2 separate regions of the Mus musculus genome follow, and region 2 is linked to region 1. A link is a contact called in public promoter capture Hi-C data. All regions are on one chromosome and are shown on one strand. Each heading gives the region's core, a stretch centred on a gene start, on an enhancer-like site or on the middle of the called end of the contact. The rest is flanking DNA. Distances are from core to core; before and after follow the strand shown. Region 1 holds the start of Camkk1 (calcium/calmodulin-dependent protein kinase kinase 1, alpha). Region 2 holds the start of Hic1 (hypermethylated in cancer 1).

What was found. Promoter capture Hi-C pulls out the DNA fragments that hold promoters and counts their contacts.
Region 2: a contact with region 1 is called in a promoter capture Hi-C map of liver, with 4 times the contacts expected there. The contact joins the promoter of Hic1 here to the promoter of Camkk1 in region 1.

Annotation. Positions count from the first base shown.
Region 1 is chr11:73,014,475-73,022,384 of GRCm38.p6, forward strand. It overlaps Camkk1 (calcium/calmodulin-dependent protein kinase kinase 1, alpha), which reads left to right and starts at 4,514. Exons shown (of 16, transcript NM_018883.3): 1 at 4,514-4,653. It overlaps 4732414G09Rik (RIKEN cDNA 4732414G09 gene), which reads right to left and starts at 4,367. Exons shown (of 3, transcript NR_152202.1): 1 at 4,183-4,367; 2 at 1,974-2,039; 3 at 1,382-1,575. It overlaps P2rx1 (purinergic receptor P2X, ligand-gated ion channel, 1), which reads left to right. Exons shown (of 12, transcript NM_008771.3): 12 at 1-723.
Region 2 is chr11:75,167,001-75,174,910 of GRCm38.p6, forward strand. It overlaps Hic1 (hypermethylated in cancer 1), which reads right to left and starts at 3,255. Exons shown (of 2, transcript NM_010430.2): 1 at 2,003-3,255; 2 at 1-544. The coding sequence starts at 2,519. It overlaps Mir212 (microRNA 212), which reads left to right and starts at 6,388; the gene lies at 6,388-6,478. Mir132 (microRNA 132) reads left to right here and starts at 6,682; the gene lies at 6,682-6,747.

The sequences.
Region 1 (7,910 bases), core at 3,264-5,763:
TTTGAACTTAAATTAATTAAAATATAATAAAAAAAGATGGCTGGGTTGAACTAGTTATGGGGACACTTTTGGCCTGTGACTGCCATACTGGATAGCAACAGATGTTTTCATTGTAGGAAGTTCCAAAGGAATTCCCTGGGAGGCTCATCAACAGTGCGGGTGCCTGATACGCACCCCACCTCCTCCTAAAATAGAAACACAGGGCACTTTGTAGCTGAGGCTTAAGAATTGCTATCCTAGAGCTTTCTGACTCTTAAGCTCCCAATCAGCCTTGGGTCAGCCCCAACTGGCAGGTGCAGGCACTGAGCAGGGTCTCAAACACCCACAGCAAGTGTGTAGTGTTGTTCTCGTGCCACACAGGGATCACAAACCCCCATGTGCACACCCCCTCTACACATACAACCCTCCACCCCCTCTGTGGGTTGGAACAGCTTGGGTGCTGCAGGCACAGCCATCTGAACACACCTACACTCCCAGGCAGGGACACACGGTCTCCATACAGTATCACCCCCATGGGGCGATGCTCTCCTTCCTGAGGGAGTCATACCAGACCAGCCCTTCTAGCCACTGAACCTTACTCAGCTACCTCAGGTGGAGAAGTAACCCTGATGAATCTTGGCTCCTTGCCTGTGGCCCAGTCCCAGCTTCCACGGCCTGCCCAGCTTGGCTGGAACATGAGGGCTGAGGAGGCAAGGGGTGAGACACAATAAAAAGAATGAGGACAAATGGCTGTTTTTTGCTTTCCTTTCAAGCCTGTCTGAAGTTCAGTGTGCTTGCCTGTGAGATGCACAGCTGCGCTGAACAGCTGAGATCCCTGTGAGAAGGCTGGTGAGGGGTGCCTGGGCCAAGATGAGCCAGTGAGCCTACAGCAGTCCCTGAGCTCTGTCTCTGCACAGGACAGGGCACCGGTGCTCTTCCCAATAGCAAGGAACAAGTTCTTCTGGCTGTGGGGCAGTTGAGCACACCAGAAGCAGCCTTGAGGGAGCATGGTTGAGGGAGGGGCTTGTTGTCCCAGGGATCTGGGGACACTTCCACGGACATGAGGCTTGCAGCTGGAGAGTAGAGAAGGCCACATAGGCACACCCTCCAGCCTGGGCTCACCTCCAACCAGGGCTGCTAAGTACCTCCACCCCTGCTCTGTCTAGACCAGTCTGTCCAGCACAACTACTCATAGTGATGGATCTGTACTGTCCAATATGGTGGCCACTTGCCAAGGGTAGCCAGTGAGGGCCTGGAGTCATTTCACTTTTTAGTTTTGTTTCAACAAAACAAAACAAAACAATGCCTTGTTATGTGGCATGATTATGTGGCATGATTTTAAACACATGATCCTCTTGCCTCAGCCTCTCAAATGCTAAGATCACAGATACTCGGCACTATACCCAGTTCTGATTTACTTTTAATTCACTAGAATAGCTGTATGTAGCTATTTTACATGTAGTGGCGGCTAGCAGAGTGGACAGCATGGACCAGTTGTTCTCTCAGACCTTGGCCTTCTGCCAGCTTCCCCAGCCAAGAACCTTCCATCCTCCTCTTTTGTAGTCTCCACAGTCTGTGCCTACTGTTCCTTTCCTCCTGCGTGGAAGGAAAAATAGTACCTCAGGCCAAGGCGGCCTCCTCTCTCTTAGCCTGTGCTCTGCACGTCTTCCTCTCTTGCCTCCTTCTCTGGCTCATGTTGCCCTGTAGAGCAGCCTACTCCCTCCTCGTTGCCACCCTTCCAGAAAGACCAGTTTGCCCTTCTCAGTAACTGGCCTCCACCCCCCATCCCTTCCAGATGCCCTTGCCAAGGTCACCAGCAGAGTCCTTGATGTAAAAGCCACGGGGACACTTGGTCCTGCATCTTGTTTGGCTCCCAGCATTTAACCGTTTTTCAAAGATTCGTTCTAGTGGTACCCCAGTGCAGCCTCTCCTGGTTTCCCGGCAGGCATGGAGTGTAGGGGAAGAAGGCCTCTTACAGCTCTCATATGGCTCACCCTGTGTCTTTGGTAAGTGGCTTCTCTCCAAGGCTCCTCGGTGTGTCTGGGTACTGGTGGCAACCTCTGCTAGGGTTGAGGTAATACATGTGAAGTGCCCAAGGCAGTGCCTGATATACATTGTCTCTGGAACTCACACACACACACACACACACACACACACAGGGTCTTCTTGGTTTCTTGGTGCTATAATCCTTGCTCCTTGGTTGGGCTTTTGGCTGCCTATGATGGAGGTTGCATTTGTTGTTGGTGGTGGTGGTAGGTTTTTTCCCCTTTCTTTCCTTTTTTTGTTTTGTTTTGCTTTGCTTTGTTTCGAGATACGTTTCTCTGTGTAGCCTTGGCTGTTCTGGAACTCGCTCTATAGTCCAGGCTGGCCTTGAACTTGGAGATCTACCTGCGTCTGCCTCTGAGTGTTGGGATTAAAGGGATCCACCACCACTGCCCGGCCCCTTTTCATGTTCTTGCTCTTGCTACCTGGTCTGGTTATGTGACAAAATTCACGTTAGTGGGATGCACAGGGAATGTTCCGTGGCGCTGTCTTTAAAAGAGCTACTGTTGGGGTAGAGAGATGGCTCAGTGGTTGAGAGCACATGCTGTTCTTACAGGGGAGCCAGATTCAGTTCCCAGCACCCACACAGTGGCTCACAACTCTCCGTAAGCACACACAGATGCACATATAGGCATACATGTAGGCAAAACAGTCACCCACATAAAATAAAGAGTTAGCATCGACCCTTCATTATTTTTCTCCATTCCAAAACCTGGAATGCATACGTGATAACTGGAGTTCCAGCCCCTATTCAGAATCACGAGGTCAAAGGCCATCTCCAGGGCTTCCTGGTGCAGGGAGTGGAGAGAGCCACATCTCAAAGGCTTTTGTGGAGCAGAGCCATCATACCAGCCCAGAACTGTTTTTCAAGATTTATATATATGTAAGATTTGTTGTTGTTGTTGCCTAGATCTTAATCTGATCCTCTCAGCCTTGCTTCAGTTGATCTGTTTGAGCCTTTCCATTAGAATTATGACTGGATCCTCAAGGACTCTCAAAACCATCTCTTCAATATTGGGGTATAGCTCAGTAGTAGCATCCTTGCTTAGAATGCAAGAAGCCCTGGATTCAATCTTCAAAACTGGGGGTGGGGGGAGGAGTCTCTGTAGCCCAGCTCTTTCCTGAACTCCAGCCCTATAGATCCAATCCTCCAGTTACTGGACCCAATTATTCATTTCAACAAATACATGCTGGGCATGCATCAGGAGGTCAGGCTGTGCTGGGCGAATTCATCTCGACCCTTGCTCTCAAGAGTTCTTAGTCCAGACAGGACTCAGGTGAAGAGGTGCTGAGATCTGGAAAGCACTGAGAAAGGGCTGCTGGGCATTCCAGGTATCCAGAAGGTCATGGGGAAGGCTTCCTAGCAGCAGAGGCATTGAACTAAGTGCCAAAAGACAAGTGGGGTTTAGGCAGGCAAGTGGTGAGGGGTGAGCTATGGAGGGCTTGAGGGGACTTAGTGGCAAGCAGTGGAAGATCCTAAGAGGCAGCTCTCTGGTGTTCCTAGTGCCTGTTCTGGTTGTCCCAGAAAGGTTAATGGGAAGTGATACTGGATTGGGGTGAGGGGTGGGGCTGCTGCACTAATCAAGTGGAGGTATACTGCATGACCGTGGTGGTCGAGTTCAGGGAGGGGCAGATGGTGGGGAGAGAGAGAGAGAGAGAGAGAGAGAGAGAGAGAGAGAGAGAGAGAGAGAGAGACTTTAGGGATCTTAAGAGGCAACATGGCAGATCCTTGTGCTACACCCGGTTGGGTCAGAAAACCTGCTACACAGGTAACTCCTGGTTTCTAACTCCTGGTTTCTAACTCCTGTTTAAGACAGAGACACAGGTGAGACCAGGTTGGAGATAGCAACATGGGTCTGAGTTTGAGGCAAGCAGTGATGTGGGGCATCTCCAATAGACTAATAATAGCAGGATTGAACCAGGAGTCTGTGAGGGCAGTCCCCAGGCATAACCACAGTCAAGGCCACTTGGTCCTGGAGGGCTCTTTTTCATTCCCTCAGCCCAGCCAGTCACCTCCTGCTCCTCTCCAAACCTGAGTGCCGCCCCACCCCAGCACTCTGACGAATCTCCCTCCTCCTTCCCTCCCCCAACCCCCCCGGAGAACACTCAACTCCAGGCCCTTCTCCCAGGGCCTCTACCTAGCCTCTCCTTGGTACGCACCGGGCCTCATCCCGAAGGAGGGATGCTCTTGCCTCTAGAGACTAGGACACCGGATTGAGGACTCGAAAAAAGCATCGTACGCTTCAGGCCAGGCTGAGGGGCCCACGACGTGGCCTGAGGGACATCGGGTTCCCCGAGCCTGCTTGTCTGCGGGCGCCGGGGGCGTGACGCGTCGGGGCCCATCCGCAGGGCCCCTCCCGAGCCACCTCCTCCCGATCCCGTCGAGACCCGCCCCCTCTACCCCTGGGCGGGAGGACCGGACTCTGATTGGACATCTCTGCGGGGCGCTGCGCGGCACAGCCAATGATCGTGGGCCGGCGCGGCGGCGGGCGGGGGGAGCGAGCGCAGCCTGGAGCTGCGGCGCCAGCGGGTTGAGCCGGGCGATCCTAGCCCGGCAAGGCGGGCAGGGCGGGGCGCGCACAGCGGGAGCGAGCCTGGTGCCCACCGCAGAGACTGTCGCCAGGTGCCTAGGTAGGGGTCAGCAGCCGGGACTTGGAGTTGGAAACTGGGGTGCGGACGGCTGAGCCGCCCTGTGCAGCCAACGGGCTGTAGAAGGGTGGTCTACAAGGCCGGGTCTACGTGGGCAGCCGGAATCTGGTGTGCAGAGATTCCCGCTGTGTCTGCAGGGCCAGGTCCTCGGGATGGTTCCCTGAGCCCGCATCTGTCTAAGCCAGCTATGCGGGTGCCCGACCACCTGCGTTTCTTCCGCAGCTGCTGTCTGTGGGACTGCATAGAAGCCCCGCGCGCGCGGTGCCTTGGGCCCGGCTCTGGGTGGAGGCCGTGTCTATTCGGAGTGGGCCTGGACGGGTGCACCCACGTGTGGATCTCAGCAGAGCGCTTCTCCCACAGCCCTCCCGTGAGTCTTCCGTGGAGAGCTGGGGGCGGGGTGATGAATGGGACGGATGCAGCGAGCGACTTCAGCTGCTGCGCAGTCGTCCCCTGACTGAGTGAGGGTGGCGGAGGCGGCGCTGTGGTTTCTGGGTCTGGTGGGTACAGGATTGGTGCTCCGAGGGTGCACACGTGCGCGGGGAGCTGTGTGTGGTGTTTGGAGGCGGGTGTGCGTGCGTCACGTGGACACAAGAGTGTGCCTGTGTACCTGAGGGGTGCGTTTCAGGATGGAGTGGTGTGTGAGCACCGGTCACGAGGACAAGGATTACATCTGTCAGGGAAGGGGTGTGTGTCTGTCTTGAGGGTGTTACAGAGTGAGCAGAGCTAGCTGTCACATGCCTTGGGTCCCAGGACTGTGTCCCAGTGAGCTCCTCTCTTTGTCTTGGCCAGGTTCAGGGTGTGAGAGAAGCGCACAGCTGTGTCCTTGAAAATCCCAGGGAAAAGGAAGAGGCTGGGTCTTCTGCGCATCTCTACCTCTTCCATCCAACATACGCTGTGGGTCAGACTGTTCTAGACCCTACTACCTGCTCCTTGGTCCCCCACGCCCAGTCCTCAGACCAGGACTGGGGCTTATTTTAAACCTTATCCAAGTGAATTGCTTCCCTGCTTAAAGACTCCTTTGGTGTTAGAGGCCTCTGGTTTCTGTTCACAAACCCTAAACCAAGCCTGTTGGGAAGCACTCTATTGCTATCACGTTGGGAAGGGATCTCTTTTAGACACAGGGTGAACTCCCATTTCTCCCTTGGGAATCCTGCTTAGTGGTCACAATGTCGCCTCCGCCAGGAAAACACCCCCGAGGCCAGTGTAAGTGGACCTTAGCTTCTCTCCTGATGCACACCTCCACTAAGGAACTTTCCACTGCAGCCACATCTGCTGTGCTGGTCTTCATACAGAGCAAGCACTGTCCCACCTCATGGCACTTGCACCTATGGGCCAGTCCCTCTGGCTCCAGTTGCTGTTCTCCAAGTGTCTACACTGTGTACCGCCTTTCTCCTTCCAAAGCTGCTTAGAGCTTGCATTGTGTACAAACCCTCTCTGCGCTACATCAATTGTGTCCCTAGCATCTTGCTCCTGCCCTGTCTTGTTGTAGTAGCTGTCTTCCCAGGGCATCCCACAGCACCTATCATGTATTTATTGCTAGCATTCTTATTTGTTGCTTCATGACTCTACTGGAAAGCAAATGGTGAGAGTGGGGACTTTGTCTTTGGGGGTCTACTGGTTTACCTCCTCGTTCTTATATTGCAGATACCCAGTGAATCGTTGTAGCAGGGATGCATGACTCTGGATTTGCATACCAGGAGTCAGTGTGTCTATCTACTCCCCAGATCCACACTAGAGGCAAACTCCGAACATATTAGAAATCCTCCTGTTAGCAACTGGTGTGGAGGGAGGGGTGATATATTAATCTGGGGTAGGGAGACCTCTGGAAGTAGTGAGAGAACAGTGGAGGTCAGAACTTGGTGATTTTATCCCCAGATCTGTGCTGTTTAAGGTGCTTAACTTAGTGAGTTCAGCCAGCCAGCGGGTGTGTGTGTGTGGGGGGTGAGATCAAAGAGGCTTCTCAAAGGAGGTGATGTCTGAACTGGTCTTCAGGCAGTGAAGCCAAGGGAGGTGTGTTCCTGGCAGAAAGAGCAGCTCGTGCAAAGGCCTGGTGACACAGAGCCTGTCGTTTGCAAAGCTTGAAGTAGTGGGGTGCAGCCAGAGTACTGCAGGAGGTGGAGGGGTGGGTGGTGAAGGTGGGGGGGGGACAGTCCCTTTGGCTCTTGCCTTTCTGGCCCAGGCCCAATGAAAATGGGGAAATGGAGTTCCCATCTCTGTGATGGGAACAGTGGATGAATAACAGAACGGGGATGGTGATGAGTGGGATAGATCCCTGAGCTGCCCAGAAACAGGGAGGGGGGAATCTCTGGAAAGAGGGTGGAGGCTCAGAGCTGGTGTAAAACAAGAGACCCACAGATGTCAGTTTCCACAGGTGGACTGAAGGATGCTTTGAGCATAGCGGCAGTGGGGGAGGCAGGAGCCTACCTGGGTGTTTGGGGATCCCCGGAGGTAGTGGGAGGGCCATCCTCACAGCAGGCATCCTTGAGCATGACTTGGCACCAGACTCCTGGGTCTCCCTTAAGGGGACTGAGTCATCCTAGGCAGGGGCGGGGAGCTGCAGAGGGCACCACTGCCTGAGCCATTAGACCCTAGCCAGAAGCATAAGCAGGCTACAGTGAAGTGGCCCAGAGATGTCAGGACTGCTTTGATGTACAGCCCACACGGCCACTGCCTCCTTGCATTTCCCCCTGACTATTCCTTTGCTGATCAGTGCTGTTCCTCCTTTGCCTGGATAGCTATCGGTCCCTGCCTCAGCCTGACTCTGGAACATTCTAGCCAAACTCTGAAGTCACTGGTCCCTGAAGTTACCGTAGGTAGGGCTGCTTGAACCAGTGTGGGTGACTGCAGGGTCTTCTTGCGCTGTCTTCTCCTGGCCTGTGTTAAAAGACTTAGCTGGATGGGTCATGTCCTCAGAAAGAGGTCAGATGGAGTGGGCTTCTGAAGCCAAGGGTTGGTTGGTGTACTCGGGAGTGGCAGACACTTGGAGGGTGGGGTGCCGCTTGAAGGAGAAGCCTGAGTCAAGCTAGTCTGGAGCCAGGCATCTAAAGTAGGTTGTGTGTGTGAGCTGCTTCTTAATGCACACACATCCCAGCGACATATTACTCTATTACTCAGGCACAGGCTGCTTCTGCGTCCACTGCTTCATCCACTTCCTTCTAGGGTTCACAGAGAAGGCTGGACAGTAGCCATCTGTCTGATTCACCTGTGAGAAAACTGATGTCTCAACAAGCTTAGTGTCC
Region 2 (7,910 bases), core at 2,005-4,504, 2.2 Mb after region 1:
CCGGCCGGGGACGAGTAGCAAGCCTGGATGACGGGCGTGGCAGCCCTCAAGCCCCGGCCGGGCCGCCCGTAAGGAGCGTAGCCGCCGCCGCCGCTGCCTCCTCCCCGCAGGTGGCAGTACTTGCCGTGGCGTTTGAGGCGCTTCTTGCACAGAGCCACGAGGTCAGGGATCTGCAGGTAGCTGGCAGCAGCCAGCACAGCGCCCAGGCTCGGCTCCGCGCCCGGGGCCACCGCTGCTGCTGCTGCGGCCTCAACACTGTCAGTCAGGCGGCCGGTGTAGATGAAGTCCAGCACCAGGCGGAACACGGCCGGGCTCACCATGTCATGGTCCAGGTTTAGCAGGTTGTCATGCACCACCAGGGACTTGAGGTAGGCGCTGCTGGCCGCCAGCACGTTCTTGTGCGCGCGGAAGAGGGCATTCTGCACCACGATGATCACGTCGCACAAGAAGCCCTTGGTGCGCTGATTGTTGAGCTGCAGCAGTAGCTGCCTCGAATGGCCAGGCGCCTCCATCGTGTCCAGCATCGTCTGCCCAGCACACTCTCCTGCGGGAGACACACACCAGCTGGGTAAGAGCTACGCAGTGCGGTGCCCTGGCCTCTTGTACCCAACCCAGTCGGTTCCCCTCCGCTTCCCCTTCCCCTCAGCTGATCAGGGGCATGGAGCACCACGGCCTGAACAGTAGCCGAGGAGGATCAGCGGCCTCCGGGAGTGGAAGCCTAGGCCCGCCGGCCCCAGACAGAAGGTGCAGGAGGAGAAAGGCTGTGGATGGAGAGTAGGCCAGGTTAGCCTATCTGTTCCAGCCCCAGATGCTCCTGGGCACTCAGGCTGGGTCCTGGGAACTTCCAGGGAGAAATCTGTTTAGGGCGAAATGACCCTTTCGGAGACAATTACCCGATTTAAGTAAAATGTCCGCTTCAGGAAAAGTCATTCAGGGCCGAGAAGTTTGCCCAAGTGGGGAGACAAGGAGCCGAGTTAGAAGCGCCTCCCGCCTCGAAAGAAGTTGCCCCGGTTAGGGGAAGTGATAAGGAAGACGGGAGCAAGATGCCCATCGAGGCACCGCCCTGGCCCGGGGCTGTCAGGCCTTCGTTAGGGCCGGCCGGCCCGGCCCGGGGAGCGGAGACAGTGGCTGCGGTGGCGGGCAGAGCGCGAAGGCCGGGCCCCGGCGCGGGGAGGGCGTTATATCGGGGCAGGAGGCTGAGGCAGGAAGCAGGTGGGGGGGAGGGGGGAGCCACGCAGCTCCCAGGGGAGGGAGGGGGCAGCGCCCCGGGCGGGCACGGCGCACAGCCGGCTGCGGCCCTGACCCTGGCCTGCGCCCCACCCGCGTTCTGGACCCAGCCGGGGCCTCGGCTCCACATCTCTTCCCCAGCTCCCCTCCGCCCCGTCTCCCCCGAAACTCTGCCGCCTCAAACTTCGGGGAAAACTTTCCCAACTTCAGACAGGGCGGGAGGAGCGCGCCGGCCCCAGCCCCCCTCCCTGGCCCCCAGTTCCTCCTCTGGGCCCCCAATTTCAGCAGCCTGGTGGCAGTGGGGACCCACACCAAATCTAAAGCCGCCCTGCCCTCCGGCGAGCACGCCCGCCCCTGTTCCCCGCCTGGCCCGCAGGGCCTCGCCGGCCCGTTACCTGCGGCGGCCGCCCAGCCCGGCTTCCCTCCCTGAGGCGGTGGCAGCTCCTAGCCTGCGCCCCACCCGCCCCGCTGCCAGGCGCCGAGCTGTGCCAGGGCAGCGCCCCTGCCAGCCCCGCCCGCCGGCTCCCCTTGCCTTCCCCTCTCCTCCCCAGCCCATGTGCGGGCAGAGCCGGCCCCGGGCCGCTGACCCCGCCGTGAACCCGGCGCCGAGCAGCGGCCCAGCCGTCCCGAGTCCTCTAGGGAAGACACTTAGAGCCCCAAACGCCAGCCGCGACCCGGGCGCCCACGCCTGAGGATGCTCCCGAGGTAGCCGGCGCACGAGGACCAGATTGTCCCGGGTCCCTTGCCCTTCCCTGTCGCCAACTCGAGGACCCACCTGGGGGGCATGTCGGAAGCCCCGGGCCCGGCTGCCGGCGGATCCAGGGGGGGACGTGGCTGCAGTGCGCTGCCCTCCGCCCGCCGGGCCCCCGGTCGGTCTGTCTTGCCGGTCCGTCCTCCCCGCGTCCTGGTCGCGTCTCAGCCCCTCCGCGCTTTCCGCACACTCTTATCTGGAGCGGCCCGAACCGGCAGACGCTGCCGCGGCCATGGCGCCACCTCGCGGCCACGCGGGGACTGTGTGCGGCTGGGCTGCGACCTCTGGCGCACACCTGGGCCAAGAGGCTTGCAGATGCGGAGCTGAGCAGATCTTGCAGGTTCGCGCGCTTCCAGATGTGCCCACCTGGAGACTCAGATATCGGACCTGGGAGTCCCATAAACCTGGGGGTTTTGTGCTGAGTGCTCCCGAGTACATATTTATATGTTATATCGCGCCAATTCGGGGGGGGGGAGGGGAAGGTTCTGTCTTCAAATGAGGAACTCTTAAGCCAGGGATGGTGGCGCATTCTTGTAATCATCCTAGCATAGCACCCAGGAGTTGGAAGCAAGAGGACCAGGAGTTCAAGGTCAGCCTCTACTACCTGAGACCCTATCTTAGAAAAGGGGTTGGGGTGGAACACTACGAACAGTATTCTGTGAGAGGGCGAGCTTAGAAATCCTAAGTGAGATGAAGGTACATACGTTCGGAGCAGGAGCGGGGCGGCTTTTATTAGACATTTCTGAACACCATTATTCACTTGGACTCAGTGGAGAGAGACACATTCCAACTCTCCCTCAGACACATGTTATCAGTATGCACATCATAAACCGTCCACACTCAAACTCTGTCCAAGCAGTGACAAGGGCGCGCCATGTTTACACAGACCGCCCACCCCCTCCCGGAGTCCCAACTTCTTGGGCTACTGCGGAGGCTACTACGTGAAACGGGGTAGAGGTCCTACCAAAGAGCCCTCCCCGAACTTGCGGGTCTCCAGAAGGACCCTAGAGCCCTCCATTGGAAATAGCTGGACAGAGCCCCCTTGCGACGTGCCCCTCAAGTCCCCAATCCCCCATCTAAGCAGTTTTGAGGGATCTTAGTTTGCCCCCCCCCAATACACCATTCGAGAGATATCACGAGAACGGGCGGCTTGAGACCCCCTCAAAAAAAGATCCTACACGCCACACAAGGGAGAGCTCATTCATGTTGGTGACTCCTCTTTTAGGAGGGAGGGGAGCGTGCACCAGCTCTTGGGTGCTCACCGGAAATGTCCCTGCATAGCGGGGCGGAGGCATAAGCACCGTTGCAAGCACCGCGCCTCCGTGGCCCACGCTCCGCCTCTTCCCCGCACCTCCTGACCCCCGCCCACGCTATAGGGGGGGTCCCCCCAAACCGCCCACAGCTTCTTATTGGCTGCGCCATCCTCCGTGGCCAAGCCGGAGAGGCTGGGGCTCAGAGTTACTATGGTAACCAATGAGGTTCCCGGGATCTCATCTCTCAGAGGCCTTGGAGAGCTTAGCAACCGCGCGGGGCGCAGGGCGGGTGGGGGCTACGCTCGCCGCACCCCACGCTGTCTTCGAGCCCCCACTCCCCCGCTTGAGGTAGTGGCTGAGTCACTCGCCCGGGGCAGCCGGCCGGGCCTCTAGCTGTACCAGTGAGACACCAAGGTCTTGGGCGCCTCCTAGAGGCTGCGTTTCTTTGGCAGGAGACTTCTATGCCTGGCCTAGGCTTCTGGTCCAAAGAGTCTTCAAGGCTCACCAGGTTTCCGCGACAGTGTGCTCCGCCTCCATCTAATCCACTTACTACTTCGTATCTCCGTACAGTGTCCATACAAGACAAACACTGCAGTCCCACGGTGGACTCCACAATTTCTGAGCTCTAGGAGAAGTGAAGAGGTACCTTGGTATCTCTGTCGAGGGATACGCCTTGGGGCTGAAGCGGAAGTGTAACGGAGCGTTTGAGGATAAGAAGGCTCCCCAGAAGTGCTCTTAGGGATGAGTTTTGACAACTCTGAGTTCTCCCACAAGCAAGGGTGTCTCTGATGTCTCTGTTTTAAATGTTTTCTCCTTTTAATGGGGTTAGATCGTGCGAGTCTGGAGAGAAAGCTCTGTATGTGTTTTACACAATGGAGTTTATCCGCTGGTTGACCCATAAGGAGGTCGGCTGGGTCTTCAGTTCCTTCTTGTTCTATCCCTCTCCACCGACTCAAGCCCTTGTTGTATCGCTATGGGGCCAACCACATAAACCTTGCCCAAGTTTCACTGTGTACTCCCCTCCCCTCCCCTCCCCTTCTCTCCTCTCCTCTCCTCCACGCCCCACCACCACCACCACCACAGTTTCAAGTCTACGGCTAGCCTCGAACTCACAAAGGCGTCTACTTCCCACGTACAAGGATGCGCACCACCATGCCCCTCCTCTTAACTTTGCTTTCCCCTTCTTCCTGAGCTCCTCTGGTCATCCTGGTGCAGCTTCCTCCTCTCCGTGAACGCATGACGACCCCATTTAGAGCCCGGAGACAGAATCGGGCTGTTTTGGAGGACCTGTTCCATATCGTATTTGCCTTTAGTCTATTCTGACTCCTTTAGAAAGGAGTCCCAGCTACACACACCCTCTGCCAAGCTATTGAGCCCCCTTAGTCTCATTTTCTCTCTTACAGGCTCTGCCTATGCCTATTCCACCCCACTGAGGTGGCCCCCTCGTGCCCCCTGGGGCACTGCCAAGTTGGCTCTCCAGTACTTGTCAGGCTAGCCCTTCCTTTTGTGGATACTCCGTACAGGGATTTTCCAAACTCTTACAGAAGATCTTCTGCTCATTTCTAAAGTCCAGACCACTCTCCTTAGACTCCCTGATCTTCTCTGCGGTTTCCACCATCTGACCGGTACCTTTCCTCCTGTGACCCAGTCAAGAAGCCTTCCAAAACTCCCAGGCTTCTCCACCCCTCTTTCCCCAGCTCCTAGATGTCAAAGTCCGAGGTGCACTCTACTCCCCTCCTAAACCGGTCCAGTTTCTTGCCTCACCCCCCACCCCCCCCCCACACACACACCAGGAGAGAGCGAGGATACCACGGTGGCCAAATGGGAGTGATACCATCGCGGGGCATCTTCTGGCGTCAGAGGACTGTAGGGTCTAGGGAATGAGCAGTGTGGTTTGGGGCTGCCAAGGGAGGACCCCTGCGGTCCAGGAGAAAAGAACTGAGATCCTAGGACTCGCAAAGCCCCGGAAGGGGAGAGTGAATAAACACAGAACGGGGCCTCACCCTCCCTGCACTATTCTCCCCCAGCCCGTCGCCTGCAGTTCCGGAAAGTTAACCCCTTGGAGGCCAAGCCTGGGGTTACGTACTCCCCTACCCAACCCTGCTTCCGCGTGCGCACCCTCCTCCCGCTCCAACTCCCTGTCGCTTCGTCCCGCCCTCCCCTACGCCCCCCCTCCCCGCTTGCCACTATAAATAGCCTCTTTTCCCGTTTCCTAAATTCTCTGCTGACGTCGGCAGCGCGTCAGTGTGTAGGAGCCGCGGCCGCATGAATGAGCCGCCGCACGAGTACTACGCGCGCCTATAAAAGCGGCGGCGCCGGCCGGGCTGCGGGAGGCAAGCCGGCACTGGTGCGACGCGGCCCGACAGGTAAGGACCACCAACAGTCGGAGATGGGCAGATGCGCGGACGCCATGGGAAGGCGAGGAGGGGACCGGAGGGGCGGCGGGTTGGAGGGGGACTCCGGAGTGAGGATGGGGGGCAGAGTGGGAGGGACGAAGGTTCCTTTCAGCTTGGTGGACCAGGGGCCGGCGGCTGACCCAACCCTATGCAGCACCTGCCGGCACCCAAATGCAGACGCAGACACTATGGAGAAACATCAAGCGGAGAGCCGAGCCCCCGACCCCATTTCCCGAGGCTGAGCAGCTCCTGCGCCATCCTTTCAAGAAAGTGGGGAGAAGGTGCTGGCGTCTCAGGAGACGCGCCCCCTCATTTCTCCCCTGTCCGCAGAGCGGTGACTCAGCCTAGATGGCCCCGACTGACTGAGCCAGGGCGCCCACGACAGACAGACGCACACCTCGGCCCTGCGGCTTTCTTGGGACCCCCGTCCTGCATGCTCCACACACGCCCCTTCCCTGTCCCGTCCCTTCCCGTCCGGTCCCGTCCCGTCCCATCGGACTGTCCCACTGAGCTCAGGACTTCCCGCCTCTGCAAGCGGAGCTGTCCTCTCAGGACCAGGCGGGGGCGGGGCTTCGATCAGGCCGCCCCGCCCTACCCCCACCGCTCCCCACCGCCGGAAATGCCTCCCCGCTGGGACATCTTTGACGTCACAGGACTCTGACGTCACGGTCGCGTGTCTGTCCGCGCGCGCTTGGGAGGAGGTGGGGGGGCCTGAGAAGCAGCAGCACTCTCAACTGCGGGCGACGGGATATCCCCGCCCGGGCAGCGCGCCGGCACCTTGGCTCTAGACTGCTTACTGCCCGGGCCGCCTTCAGTAACAGTCTCCAGTCACGGCCACCGACGCCTGGCCCCGCCCCAGGACCGCCGACCCCCGGCCCCTCCACGCCTCCCTGCGCCGCTGTCCGCGGTGCTGATGCAGTGCAAGCGCCTCCCTCGGGCACGCCTGTTCAAGGTCCCTGTGGGTTGCGGTGGGCGCAGGCCCCGCAGACACTCGCGCCACCCCCGCCGCCCGCGGTGCTGACGTCAGCCTGCAAGCCCCGCCCCCGCGTCTCCAGGGCAACCGTGGCTTTCGATTGTTACTGTGGGAACCGGAGGTAACAGTCTACAGCCATGGTCGCCCCGCAGCACGCCCACGCTCCCCACCACTCCCGAGTTCTGCCAGCCTGGGTTTGGGCAGATACAGAGCAAGAGGAGGCGGGGCGGCGACGCAACATTCGATGTGTCTGCGGAGGTGGCAAGAGGTGTGCTCAGAAAGGCGGCCTTTCAGGCTGCTGTGCATCTACCTCGGTGCAGAAGCAAGATCCGCGGAGTGTCTGAACATCCTCCTCAGAGACTCTCCTGTCTTCCTAGTCGAGGTATCGCTGCCTAAGGTGGCGAGAAAATGGGTGGTTCTGCGATAAGGATTCTTATCTCATGAGTGGTGAACCGATGGGATCAGGAGTCCTGTGAGAAGGAAGAAGTCACTTTTGCCAGCAGAAAGCTGAAGGGGGAGGAGAAGGAAGTTTTATCACACCTTTCTTCCAGAAAACCCTAGGTGAGCAGGTAGAGGGGAAAGGGCAAAGAATCCCTTTCCTGATAGAGCCATAACTCTGTCCCCCAACTTTCTCCTGGGCCATCATTAAAAGGGTCCTTAACACAGCAAGAAGCTGGCAGGCTAGTGAAATTCACCTGGCCCCTAATTCATTGTCTGAAGGTATCAGCCAGCAGTCTTCCCTCAACTGGTCTGTAAGTAATGCATCCCAACTTGAGATCTTCAAACGTGCCCCCAAAAGGAGTACAACCACAGAGACTGCACGTAAATACTCTCTGTGGCTAGGGCTGTTGAGAGACTCTGTCTGATAGGGTAGAAATCCTGAGTGTAATCAAGATGCAGAAAACAAATAGCAGGGATAATTTGAAAAGAGGACAGCCGGACAGTGGTGGCGCACGCCTTTATTCCCAGCACTCGGGAGGCAGAGACAGGCAGATTTCTGAGTTCGAGGCCAGCCTGGTCTACAAAGTGAGTTCCAGGACAGCCAGGGCTATACAGAGAAGCCCTGTCGTCTCGAAAAAAACCAAAAAAAAAAAAAAAAAAAAAAAAAAAAAAAAAAAGAAAAAAGAAAAAAAGAAAAGAGGACCTTTTGCAGATGGAACCCATCAGAAGATGTGGTTAGAAGGTTGACTATATAATGCTTTGAGTGTTCGTTGTCCTAGAAAACATTTAGTGTAAACCATGCCTTCTTTCCCAACTTTACACATTAGAAAGCAGAAGCCCAGGTTGGGCATTTAGCCTATAGAGAGCGG